2 separate regions of the Sus scrofa genome follow, and region 2 is linked to region 1. A link is a contact called in public Hi-C data. All regions are on one chromosome and are shown on one strand. The core of a region is the stretch at or near the end of the contact, and the rest is flanking DNA. Distances in the headings are between cores, read along the strand shown.

Region 1 (6,807 bases), core at 1,289-3,788:
GGGGAGAATGCGGAGGTTTCTTGTATTGGAAAAGATGTGCAGGTGCAAATGGACAGGTGTGTGTGCTCGGTATGTGTGAACGTGTGACAGGCTGCTGCCTTGAGCTGCACGGGGTCAGGTGTGCCCAGCGTGCAGGCGACGAATCCCCCGTGGGCCCGGATGTCGGTCTCAGAGCCATTGTCTCCCAGCTCCAAGCCCACCCTTAGCAGCGAGGCTCCGGCCAGGGGCTGTAAACTACGATTCCCAGAATCCCTGGTCGCCCCGGAATTCCTGCTAGGTTCGGCCAATAGGAGGCGCCGGGGCTCTTAACCTTTCGCGTGCCGTTTGTGGACCTTACAGATCTGTCTAGCAAATGACGATGCTTCGGCGCCCCTTCTCAGAATCATGCTTTAAAAAAAAAAAAAATTAAATTAAATTAAGCCTGTGAGTTGTGTGCATACTGTATTTTTTATTTTCATTTATTTTTACCTTTTTTTTTTGGTGTCTTTTTAGGGCCGCACCGCTGCCCATGGAGGTTCCCAGGCTAGGGGTGTAATTGGAGCTACAGCTGCCAGCCTACACCACGGCCACAGCAACGCCCGATCCTTAACCCACTGAGTGAGGCCTGCGATCGAACCCGCGTCATCATGGATACTAGTTGGGGTTTGTTAACCACTGAGCCATGACAGGACTGTATTTTTTAAATTGTGGTAAAATATACATAAAATTTGCCTTTTTAGCCCATTTTAACTGTAGCAGTGTTAAGAGCCTTCGCACTGTTGTGAAACGGCTCTCCAGAACTTTTTCACTTTGCAAAACTGAAACTCTCTACCCAATAAATTCCCCTTTTCACCCTCCCCCCAGACAATGTAACCACCCTTCTACTTTCTGTTTCTATCAGTTTGACTAGTTTAGCTGGTTCATGTAAGTGGAATCACACAGAATTTGTCCTTTTATGACTGCTTTATTCACTGAGCATAATGCTCTCGAGGTTCCCCTTGCAGCATGGGGCAAAATTTCCTTTCCTTTAAAGGCAGAATCAGGAGTTCCCCATGTGGCTCAGCAGGTTAGGAACCCGACTAGTATCCGTGAGGACACAGGTTCAATCCCTCACCCTGCTCAGTGGGTGAAGGACTCAGCATTGCCACAAGCTGGGGTGTAGATCGAGGATGTGGCTTGGATTTGGCATGGCCGTGGCTGTGGTGTAGGCCGGCAGCTGCAGCTCCAATTCCGCCCCTAACCTGGAAACTTGCATATGCCACAGGTGCAGCCCTAAAAAGGAAAAAAAGAAAAAAGAAACACCATCCATTAGCCTCCACCACAAATCCCTGCAGGTCAGAACTTTCTGGAAATAAGTTTGTCTCTATAATTTGCCCACCTTGTCTCTAACGCTTAAGGGTTGCATCTCAGCCTCTGTCATTCCAGGTAACATCAGCCCCCTGAGATCAGGAGCCCATGGCAGTGAGGCATCACTCCATCCCGCTGGCCCACACAGGATCGCCAGTGGGTGTCTGGGGATGCGGGCACTGCCTTGCTGATAGACTTCTCAGAGGCACACAGGTCACACCTGATAAATCACCCTCTTTGGATTCTTCCTCCAGTGACATCTGGAAGTTCTGCCATGTCTGCCTTGCTAAATGCAGGCCACTGAGGGATTGCAACTTCAGACAACAGAACCAGCAAATTGTTGGAGGCCCTTCCAGCTACACCAGCTGACACATTACATTCTGTCTGGGATGTGCGCCCATGCCTGTAAGTCCAGCCCAATCCAGTGTCACAGTGCGCCCGTGTCACCCCGTGGGCCTAATACAGTAGAGCCCATCTCTCTGGAGCTCCTAGGTACCTGCTGGTGGAAATTAGCAATGTTTGTCTCTCTTGGAACATAAATTGTTTCCCCCAGGGTTAACCTTGACCTTTGGGCTCCTGGGGCATGCTGAAATCTGACGCTGGTTCTGGGGCCAGAACCTGCCAGTGGGTCCCTTCAGGTGAGGGTATTACAGCATCTTCAGCCAGGGCAGGTTCGATTTCTCCAATACTGGATGAGGGGCTGCTTTTGCCAGCGGGGGAGGCTGAGAAACCCGGATTCTCACCTTCACCTGCATCCCAGCAGGTGTGGAGATTCAGGGCACCCAGTATCACGGTGCGCGGGTGTGTGTGAGAGGCCGGCATGCCTGGTACCCTCTAGACCTCAGTTTCCCAATCGGAAAAGGGGGAGAGAAAGAGCCACTCCCATAGGGTGGCTGGGAGGCGGCAGCTGGAGCGTTTGGTGGTGGGTGGATGACGCCTGGGCCCTGGGGTACCTGAGGGCGCTCCTCTGGCCTGATGCTTTCCTGTTGCCAGTTCTTGTCCAGCAGGGCCTGGGGTGAGGCAGGGCCTGGGGTGAGGCAGGGCCTGCGGAGGCGAGGGAGGGCTGGGAAAGGGGTGCCATGCATGGGGGTGCCTGTGGAGGTCTGGGCCCCACAGGGAGCATCCAGCCCATCCCTAATGCATCCCATGGGGACCTCACAGGTCCACCTTGCCAGGGAAGAGAATGTCCCCACTAGAGGGCACCCGAGAGAGGTGTCTGCCTCTCCATCGACTGTCACCTCTGTGCACCGGGGCCTCCCCTGCAGTCCGTCTCCAGCCTACTCTGTGGTCCCCTGGCCAGGCTTCTGTCCGTCTCTCTCTTGCTCATGCCTGCCAATCTCAGCTGGGTCTCCTTGACTTCGTCCCTTAACCTTGCAGCATTTGGGGGTCTTCCTTCCCCTCCCCGTCAGGGTCATGGAGACCCGTCCGCGCACCTGGGGGTGCTCCTGAGTCCCGGGAGGAGAAGCTGATGGTCGTTCCTCTTTCTCTTCCCTCTCCCTTCCCGGATGCCCTTTCTCAACCCCATGCCCTCCTCCCTTCCTCCCTGCGGCGGGGCTTGCCCACAGCGGGGCTCTGGAGCTCTTGGGGCTGTGCTCCATCAACGGGCCTCCTGGGGCAGGGCTCCAGGACTGTCCAGCTGGCACCCACCCATGTGTCCTTCAGGGCCACAGAAGCTGGAATCCAAGGCCTGGTGCCCTGCTGGCTTGTGTCCTGCTGGGTGTGCTGAGCCTGAGCCTCACCTGGAGTGACCTTCGCCCCAGGGACAGGACTCAGGACAGGACAGGACAGGCAGAGCATGGGGTTGGCTGGCCCCATTTCTCAGAAACACAAGCCTGTCCAGCCAGGCCAGGCCATGAGCCGAAGGGAGCAGTGGCCTGAAGACCTTCCCACCCTGGCCCCCGCCCCTGCAAATTCTCCCTTCTCCTGGAGATGCTGAGGGAAAGGAGAGTCCACGCCAGCCCCCTTTGCCCGGCACCCACCCACTGTGTGCCAGGGGCTCATGCCTGCACCACCTCAGATGGTTCTAGTAAGTTTGCCCCAGAGGGATTATCACATTGGCCCATTGTACAGAAGAAACTGAGGGTCGGAGTTCCCGTTCTGGTGCAGCAGAAACAAATCCAATTAGGAACCATGAGGTTGCCGGTTCGATCCCTGGCCTCGCTCAGTGGGTTAAGGATCTGGCGTGGCTGTGGTGTAGGCCGGCGGCTACAGCTCCGATTCGACCCCTAGCCTGGGAACCTCCATATGCCGCAGGTGCAGCCCTAAAAAGCAAAAAACAAAAACAAATTTTAAAAAACCCTGAGGGTCAAAGAGGCTGACCACGTCCAACTCCCAGCTCTGTGCTTTTTTCCCCTCCTTTTGAAAAGTGGGAACTATATCAACTATACAGAAAAGTACAGAGAAGAGCACAAGGCAGCCTCAGCTCTGGGAATCATTTCACCGGATCTTCTTCAGCTCTGTTTGCGCAAAGAAATACAGGATATCAGGATTGGTAGACTGCCGCTCTCCATGCCCCCTCCCACCTCCACCCTGAAGCTGTGCTGGCCCCTTCCTGTCTGTTTTGTGGCCTTTGTCCCTACCTGGACGTCCCTAAACGATAAATGGGAGTGTCCTGTGTTCCTGTTCTTTTTTTTACAGTTCTGCAGTGGGGGGTAATTTACCTACAGGTCACCAGCTGAGGGTGTACAGCTGGCTCCTGGGTGTACAGCTGTGGGGTCGCCACCCTAAGTAGCACACAGGGAGTTCCTGACCTGGCGCAGTGGTTAGCGAATCTGACTAGGGACTGTGTGGGGTTGCGGGTTCGATCCCTGGCCTCACTCAGTGGGTTGGGGATCTGGCGTTGCTGTGAGCCGGGGTGTAGGTCGCAGACGTGGCCCGGATCTGGCGTGGCTGTGGCTGTGGCCTGGGCTTGTGGCTGCGACTCTGATTGGACCCCTAGCCTGGGAACCTCCAAGTGCCGCGGGTGCAGCCCTAGAAAAGACAGAAAGACAAAGAAAAGAAAATTAGTACACGGAAATTTTCCACCCTGGAAGGCTCCCATCCTCCCATACCCCCCCATACCACCCCCCACCCTGGACGACCCCAGCCTGACACCACTGGTCAGCTTTGGCCTTGCGGGGACCTGACCGGGCAGCCGGAGGTTGCGCTCTGGGCACTCCCAGGCTCATCCCCTGGCCGGGGACGGGAGCACTGGTCACCTCTTTCAGCCCACACTCCTCTTATCTCTCCTGGCTCCTGCCGGCGGCCGTTGGCCGGCTTCACCGGCCGTTGGTCCATTTTACAAACTGGACCTGACTGTGCCTGCACTTTTCTCCCTGGGGCGTCGCTGAGATCGCAGGCATCTTCTGCAGGTCACCCTCCGGGCCGGCTGGCCGGCAGCTCCGGGGTTAAAGGGCCACGACCCGGCTGGGGGAGCGGGGCGGGGGACACCGGGCAGGGGCGCCCCCAGGCCAAGCCCCCAGCCTCCCCCGAGGGCGCCCCACCCCCGGGCCCGGCAGCTGCAGGCCCTTCCGAGAAGCGGGGACGTTTCGAAAGGCGCAGCCGCACCTCGGACCCCTCGGGGGGCCCCTCGGAACACGGGAAGTTCGGGAAGGAAGCTGAGCGCGGCGCGCGCCCGGCGGCCCGCGGGCCGGATGACTAAGTTTGGCGGCGCGCCCCGCCGCCCTTTGCCTTTTTTGGCCGCCTGGCGCGCGGCGGACGTGGCCGCCCGGGGGGCCGAGGGGCGGCGGGGAGCCTGGGGAGGGGGCACCGGCGGCCGAGGCGCTGCGGGCGCTGCCCCCGGGGCTGCCCCTCCTCCCCGCCCCCACCCCAGCCGGCCAGGCCCAGCCTCCCCGATTTACCGAGGGGGAAACTGAGGCCCGGAGAGGGGCCGAGCCCTGCTCAGCGGACATGGCACCACCGCGGGGTGGAACCAGAAGACACCCAAAGGCCCTGCTTCCCAGCCCAGGGCCAGGACAGAGATGAGTCACACTCCCAAGGGCGCCGAGCTGCATTTATGGAGCACCCACTGTTTGTTTCCTGGCCTCCAGATGGCTGGGCCTCGGAGCGATCTTTGGAGGGCAGGGCAGGCTTGGGTCTGAGCTGCGGGCTCCCCTGGCCCCGGCTGGCTGTTGTGCTTGACGTTTGCACAAACTCAGGTGATGCAAAGCATCTCCCGGTCTAACAGATGGGAAACAGGCTGTGAGCAAAAGGAACGCGCGCGCGCCCCTGGTCAGGGGAGCTTAGTGGCATTGCTAGGGGCCTAAGTACAAATAGGAGCGGGTACCCCCAGTCCTAGGGGCATCGCAATGCACATGCTTAAATCGCCTACACGCAAGAGTTTGAGAAAGAAAAACAAAATGCACACGCACTCCCACGAAGTAGAATGCCTCTGCCTCTCCGGGGAGCTGGGCCGCGGTGTGACCGTCGGGTCACAGTTGCCGGTTCCGGACGCGCTTCAGCGCCCCGCCCCCGGCCCCGCCCCGCCCCGCCGCAGGCATCAGTTTGTTCAAACACAAAGTGGGGAGAGGGCACCGCGCTCGGGGCAGGTTCCAAGGCGGGGAGCGCGGTCGGCCGGTGGGCCAGGCACCCGAGCCGGGCGGGGCGAAGCAGGGATTTAGAAAACCTGGAGGCTGCGCGGCGTCCCCGTCGCCCCGCGGGGCCCGCAGGCGGCCACCGCTCCTGGGGGAGGGCCGTGGGGCGGCCCAGCCTGTGGGGCCGGCGCCCCCTCCCCGGGCGCTCCCGAACGTCGCCTTTTATGGAGAGGAAGTTGGGCCAAGTGGGCCGGGCCGGCCCGAGGGGCGGGGTGGGGACCGGCCGGGCCCTGCGGGAGCTCCGGCCCGGCCCGCGCTCGACACCGACACGCACTGGGGCGCCCGGCTTATCTCCTCGCCCGCTGCGCGGCCCTGGGACGCGGGAGGCCCAGAGCCACCGCCACGTGAGCCCGCGCGGGCCTGGGAGCGTCCGATAGTAACCACCCGGCTCAGGGGAGGGGAGGCCTGCACCGGGCCTGCCAGCCTAGCCCTGGCTTCCTATGACCCCATCCGACCCGACCCGGGGGCAGAGCTGCCTGGGATGGGTCTGAGCACGCTCACCTTGGGACCCCAGACAGTTACTCACCTGGGTGTCCGGATGGGCCCCCGCACCCTCTGATTTGACTTAGACCCGCTGCCACCGACCTGGGAGAGTCAGGACCCGGGTCCTGAGCAGGGACTGGCTCAGAATCCTGGCCTCCACCTTCCACAGCCACCACCTCCAGCCCTGGCCGCTTTGTGGGAGAGGGTCAGGGTGGGCTGTGGGTTCCTGAGAACCCAGTGTTCTGCCCCCGACCAGCGTGGTCCCGAGTCCAGCTGGGACCCTGTGAGGCTGTTCTGAGGCCGTGGGGCTCCATTAGGCAGATGAGCATACTGAGGCCCAGAGACAGCAGGGCGCCGGGCTCAGGGTGGTGCCAGCGTTCTGCTCTGCTCTGCACACAGGGGCTGCTGTCGAGGGTCTGCCCAAAGA
Region 2 (6,807 bases), core at 2,709-5,208, 100 kb before region 1:
AGGAGCACGCGCACCTCTTCAGAAAGGGCCCCAGGCAGGGCGAGGACAGCTGCCGGACCCGAAGTGCGGCGGATGAGTGTGCAGACAGGACTGAACTCTCAGCCACAGTCGGGCTGTTTCCTTGATGCCAGTGCTGATCCCCCCGCTGGGCTTTAAGTGCAGACCCCTAACCCGACGCACGGACAGCACCGCATCCAGCTCACAGCCGTACACATTTATCCTCACTAGCATTAACAACCACTGAGTTAGCAACCGATATGTAAAATCTGATTCTGTGTAAAATCCCAGGTTTCTGGCTTCACATTTAAAGCCGAGGCAAACTGAATCTCACTTTGGCTTGGCGAATATTGGGCAGCATGATTCATTGTGGTTTGCTTGCAGTTTGCATTACCTGCTGCCCACACGGACATTTTGAGTTTGAGTTCCTGGTCTGCTCTAATCTCCTCTGAAAGTCAGGGACAGTGTCTTGTTCGTGGTTTTATTTCCACTTCCTAATACACCTTCTGGTTTATGTTTGTTGAAATAGATTTAATCACACTTAAGTATAACTATCTGTTGTTGGGTATTGACAAGAGAATGGAGGGAGAGGGATGCAAATTTACTCCAACATGTATTTTGGGAATTCTGGAACCCTCTCTTTACTCTCAGAAAATAATTCAGAATCCAATTCTCAACGAAATGGGTCAGTAGCATAAACTGTCTCCTCGTACTCTGAGCACTGCATTGGTTGACGGGGGCAGTGGTACATCCTAAGGCTGGTTGCTTTGCTCCTTTCTGTTAAGTTTAGCAAACAAGCTCTCCAGCGTGATCTTTCTGCAGCGTGAGATCATTTGATGTTACCATTAGTAAAGAGAGAAGTAACTGGCATAACTACAAGGTTAGTATTTCCCCAAAGTCAGCAGGTACTTAGAGGCCGCACTTCCAGGAAGCCACGTGTTCGTCTGAATGGAAAATAGATTGGGGGCACTCTCAGTTTTCAAGGACTTAGTCACAGTCCCACAGCCTATTCCTGTCTGTCCCCAAGAATGAGGACTTCGAGTCTCAGCATGTACAAAGGTCAGAGAGCAACAGTGCATGCACAGAGGGTCTGGACCTCTCCAGATCCACCCCCACCTGGTGTTTGATCACCGTTGAAGGCCACCCTATTAGTTGGCCAGGGCCACCATGACAAAGTCCTACGGACTGGCAGCTGGAACAACAGGCATTTATTTTCTCACAGTTCTGGAGGCTGGAAGTTCAGGATCAAGGTGTCGGCAACTCTGGCTTCTCGGGCCTCTCTCCCCAGCTGGCCGCCTCCTCCCTGCATCCTGACAAGGCCTTTCTGCTATGAATGCACCGCCTGGTGTCTCTCCTACATGTCCTGATACCCTCCTCCTCTAAGGACAGCATTTGGGCGGGCGCAAAGTCTACCCCAAGGGAGTTTCAACCTGGTCACCACTTTAAAGGCCTGTCTCTAAACAGAGTCACATTCCGAGGTACTGAGCATTAGGACATCTGAGTTTAGGAGGGAAAACAATTCAGTCCATAATGGCCACTGTTTAAAACAATGAAAAATAAAAATTAAAAAACCCTGTCTTTTTTAGCCTGTCTCTGTGAGTTGGGAAAGCCATATAAGACAGGAGTGGTCGTAATTGGGCTCACCACTGAGCCAAAGACATGCCTATTAGAGCTTAAGCAGATATGTCCCTGTGTATTTCCCGGCTATCCATCCTCCGTCTGGGCCCAGGGCAGTTGCAGCTAGGTAGAGCAAAGCTTGGGAAGCCTGGCAGAAGGCAGTGGCTTCTGGTGAGGTTTCATCCTATGGTCCATATGTTGTTGTTTGGAGCAGTTGCTGTAAGGAAGGAATTAAGGATGAAAAACAAAGATACTGGCAACACCAGGGCAGGCTACAACCCTGGCAGCTCTTTGTGGGGCCAGGTGTTCAGGGGATCACTGTAGGCCTTCTGGGGAGGGGGCATGAGTGGTGTGGTTTCCTACTGGGTAGACCTTCAGTGCTACCTTCCTGGGCTGGACTCTGCTTGCCTTCCAGGAAGGCCCTGATCAGGCTCCTTATACAGCCAGCAGGGTAGGTTCCTCCTGGGTAGGCCGCGTTAACTGGAACTGAGACTGGGGCTATGGATAAAGGCTGAAAGACAGCTTAAGAAAGATTCTAGAGGGAAGTCACATTTGCAACATACTGTGTTACAAGACCCATTTATAGCACTTAGTTGCACTTTTGCTTCCAAAGGTAACCTTTGGATTTTTGAACATGAGGAAAAGGAATGGAAAAGTGGAGGTGGGGTCAAGTGGTAAGGGTGCCCCATTGATTATTTTCTCCCTGAGCAAACACTTTTGATGGTGTTTGAGATAGTGATATCCTAAAGTTTGTGTTCTACTTGAGTGACTAACTGTACTGAAAATTTAAATCCAAGAATAAGCGAACAGGAAAATAAAGGCCCGTTTGTCCTTATCACCAATCACTTCAACACTCTCCCTGGTTCCAAATGTCTCTTCCTGGCAGCTTCCTCCACACAGCATCAGGCAAGTCCTGCCTCCTTCTCTGCACCAGCAAGCAGCCCTTACGGTCGGGCGAGTGCGTGCCCGGCACAGTGTATGTACAGTCCTGGAGACCCTGTGCCAGCATCGTTTGTTTACAAGGTGGTTTCCAAAATGCGTCGTTCACGGTCATGCTTTCAACAGCAGTGTTTGGAAAGGTCGAGAAGAAACTTCAGGTTTGGTTTACCAACGTGAGGAATTGGAGATTTCACTGCTAGCCCTTCCTGTCACTTTACTCTCTCTTACCTTTTGTCTCCTACTGTTGGACGCGTTGCTGACCTTTCGCTTGCAGCTGGGTGGAGTGATGGTTTCGTGAGCATCGAGTAGGTTCTGCCAGTCCCCGCAGCCGTGCGAAAGAGTGGATAGTGAGTAGAGTCAGCTTCCCTAAAAATTGCCAGTGGCCGAAACTGATCCACTGAAGACCCCAGATAGCCTGACTCTTTTCTCGTCTGAGTAGAGGTATCAAAAGGATCAGCAAAACCAAGACCTGTGTAAGAAGCAGCCAAGGCTTCTCAGACTCTCCTGTGCGTTGGACTCACGTAGTGATCTGATCAAAATACAACTCCGCTTAGTAAGTCTAGAGTGGAGCCTGATTTTCTGCATCGCTAACAGGCCCCCTGCCCCCCGCCACCGAAGGACAGTGCTGCACATCCTTTGAGAGGCGAGAAACTAGGTAACCATCCTCTGAGGAAACCATCCGTAGCCACTTCTCCGCTTTAAAGTGTTCTCTGATGTTGTTTATAGTATTATTCCCACAGAACAGAAATCACTGATTAGGAGTTCCCGTTGTGACTCAGCGGTAAGGAACTCGACTAGGATCGATGAGGATTCAGGTTCCATCCCTGGCCTTGCGCAGTGGGTTATGGATCCAGCGTGGCCATGAGCTGTGGTGTAAGTCGCAGATACGGCTCAGATCTGGCATTGCTGTGGCTCTGGTGTAGGCTGGCAACTGCAACTCTGATTCAACTCCAAGCCTGGAAATTTCCATATGCTGAGGGTGTGGCACTCAAAAAACAAAGAAAAAAAAAAATCATTGATTTAAACCAGACTGCTTATATGTCTAAGGGACAGGACTGGTTTTCAACTGGATAAAGAGCTGTGTGGGGAGTTCCCATTGTTCTCAGTGGCAATGAACCCAGCTAGTATCCATGAGGACGTGCAGTCGTTCTGTGGGTTCAGGATCTGACGTTGCCATGAGCTACAGTATAGGTCGCAGACATGGCTCGAATCCTGAATTGCTGTGGCTGTGGCGTAGGCCAGCAACTACGGCTTCAATTCAACACCTAGCCTGGGACCTTCCATATGCTGTGGGTGGGCCCTAAAAAGACCATAAAAAAGTAGGGGGAGCCATGTGGCCATGTGTGTAGGGGTATGAGGGTAATAGTTCCTGGAGACATCAGATGGTTAACATACTAACCAAATACGTACTGTCTTACTGTTTCCTGTAACAAAAGTGTGGAAGAACTGAGGCCATAGCTGGAGCTGCCAAAGCCTGTCAAGTGGGAGCGTGGAAGGAGCGAGGCCCTGGGAGGGCCACAGCCCCAAGCGTTTCTGTATCGAGACAGGCCTCTATGTTCCTGTTTCTGTGACTTTCAAACTAGGACTCTTCCACTTGCACTTCTTTTTTTATTTTTACATATTTTTTATTTTTTTGGCCGCACCCACGGCGTATGGAAGTTCCCGGGCCAGGGATTGAATTGGAACTGCAGCTGTGACCTGTGCCATAGCTTGAAATCCCAGTTGCACTTCTTATCATGCCCCCGTGTCAGGTTGACATTTTTTCCTCCCTTTTCTGACCCTGTGTTCCGTCATGTCACCAGCTCCCAAGAGAGACTTTCCTTTTTGTTCCATTTAAGGAGCAAGGAGGCAAAGATTGAAAGTGTACCTTTACTGTTTATTGTGAGGGGGGGTTTGTTTGGGAGGGAGATTTTGTTTTGTTTTGTTTTTTAGGGCCGTACCCACAGTATATGGAGGTTCCCAGGCCAAGGGTTGAATTGGAGCTGCAGCTACCAGCCACAGCAATATGAGATCCAAGCCAAGTCTGCAATTTACACTGTAGTTCACAGCAACGCCAGATCCTTGACCCACTGAGCGAGGCCAGGGTTCGAACCCACGTCCTCATGGATACGAGTTGGGTTTGTTACCACTGAGCCACAATGGGAGCTCCAGTATCTCCTTTTTTCTCTGCTGTCTGTCTACCCAGCATGGTAAGCTGTACAGTCCTTCCAACAGAACAACCCTTTGTGTCTGTCTCGGGGAACAGGAAGGAAAAGGAAAACTAGAGAGACTGCATTGTCCTGAAGGGTCCGAAAAAGGGAACAGGGGCCACATTCAAAGGAACAGGGCAGCACACTGCTCAAGGGAAAGGCTCACATGTGCCCTCTCTCTCCTCGTATAAGTCCAGTTCTTTTGTGTTTTGTTTTTTGGGTATGTGTTTGTTTTTGCTTTTCAAGGCCGCACCTGCGGCTTGTGGAGGCTCCCAGGCTAGGGGTCTAATCAGAGCTGCAGCTGCCGGCCTACGCCACAGCCACAGCAGCGTGGGATCCAGGCGGTGTCTGTGACCTACACCCCAGCTCACGACAACGCCAGATCCTTAACCCACTGAGCGGGGCCAGGGATCCAACCCTCATCCTCATGGTCCCTAGTCAGGTTCGTAACCTGCCAAGCCACAGTAGAAACTCCAAAAGTCCAGTTCTGAAAGGGGAGGTGAACATCATTGGAGAAAAGAGCAGGGTTGAGAGGCAAGCAAGAAGACAGAGAAATGCAGATAAGCAGAGCTTGTCACAGGAGTGGTGGGGAGAAGGCAGCCACTGAAGGGAAAGGATGTGAAGAATTGCTTTCCTCCCCATCCTGCTTTAATGTTCTCATTGGCTGTTTTCGCCGCGCCTCCAGGAACCCGTTCTCCTCCCATGTTTTCCAGAAATCATTACCAGCTTCAGCATCAAAAATAGTCACGTGGGAGTTCCTCTTGTGGCGCAGTGGAAACAAATCCGACTAGGAACCGTAAGGTTGCGGATTCGATCCCTGGCGTCCATCAGTGGCTTAAGTAAGAATCTGGCATTGCCGTGAGCTGTGGTGTAGGTCACAGACGTGGCTCAGATCCTGCGTTGCTGTGGCTGTGGTGTAGGCTGGCAGCCGTAGCTCTGATTTGACCCCTAGCCTGGGAACCTCAGTATGCCACAAGTATGATCCTAAAAATAAAAACAAAAAAAAAAACTCGGAAAAAAAAAAAAAATAGGAGTTCCCATCGTGGCTCAGTGGTTAATGAATCCGACTAGGAACCATGAGGTGACGCGTTCGATCCCTGGCCTTGCTCAGTGGGTTAAGGATCCGGCGTTGCCGTGAGCTGTGGTGTAAGTTGCAGACATGGCTCAGATCCCGAGCTGCTGTGGCTCTGGTGTAGGCCAGCGGCTACAGCTCCGATTCGACCCCTAGCCTGGAAACCTCCATATGCCGCAGGAGTGGCTCAAGAAAAGGCAAAAAGACCAAAACTAAAACAAACAAAAAAAGGGGGAGGTCGCATGAGCTGTACCCCCCGGTTTTAACAACTCTGTGGAGGCCGTGTTCTGAATATACATATATACTCCAAGCCCCGACTACCTTGCCTTAAGCCCAACTCTGCTGGAAAGACACTAATGATACATTCCAGTTGGCTATCCACCTAGGAGTTCCTTTTTCTGTAAATTAGAGCTGAAGATGGTAGTTCCAGGAAGCTGCTATCAACTTTTGTGATCTTATGTTACATGAATGATGCAATTCTAACCCATTAATAATTAACAAAATTTGAGCGAAGAATTATCTGAGTGTCATCTCTTGGCTGGATGGGGCTCAAAAGTTGAGCCAGTTGCTCGTATCTCTCTTAATTCCAGGAAGCTTGAAACTAGCAGGGCCTCGGATGCCTATCACTGTAGGACTACAGAATGACAGAAATTCTCTGGTGACATGGACGAGACATCACCAGAGAGAAATGCAGGTAGGATGTGCCTCAGGACTCAGGCAGAAAGAGACGAGTGTGGTGTTCACTAGTCCAGGAGAGAGAGATCGCCAGGCCACTCTTTTTCGTTCCGTTTTTCATCTTTGTCTTTGAGAAACTCAACCTGGTATCCTAAAGACCCCCACCACTCAGAGCTTCCTAGCTCTCCCTCTCTGCCCTGCATGCCATGCCTGGAGCAGCCCAGGGCTCTGACCTGAGCCCCTTTGCACTTGTCCTCAGTCACTGTGGCTGATCTCATCCAGGCTGCCTTTCAGTGCCCTCTGCGTGCCAAAGCCTCC

The links. A called contact is a pair of places that touch in the nucleus more often than the background predicts.
Region 2: a contact with region 1 is called in a Hi-C map of retroperitoneal adipose tissue, with 1.9 times the contacts expected there. A contact is called at or near these places in 4 of 5 promoter capture datasets (fetal liver, fetal skeletal muscle and liver), 30 of 47 Hi-C or Micro-C datasets (adipose tissue, alveolar macrophages, blood and 15 more) and 2 of 2 datasets of targeted methods (alveolar macrophages and skeletal muscle).

What each region holds. Positions count from the first base shown.
Region 1 is chr3:4,101,667-4,108,473 of Sscrofa11.1, reverse strand. LOC102161175 (a long non-coding RNA gene) reads left to right here. Exons shown (of 3, transcript XR_001307295.2): 1 at 1-56; 2 at 1,581-1,731; 3 at 3,693-4,181. Among named protein-coding and RNA genes, the nearest start is that of ACTB, 15 kb to the right of the region's middle.
Region 2 is chr3:4,207,117-4,213,923 of Sscrofa11.1, reverse strand. The region is part of intron 13 of RNF216 (E3 ubiquitin-protein ligase RNF216); the gene reads left to right. Among named protein-coding and RNA genes, the nearest start is that of FSCN1, 76 kb to the right of the region's middle.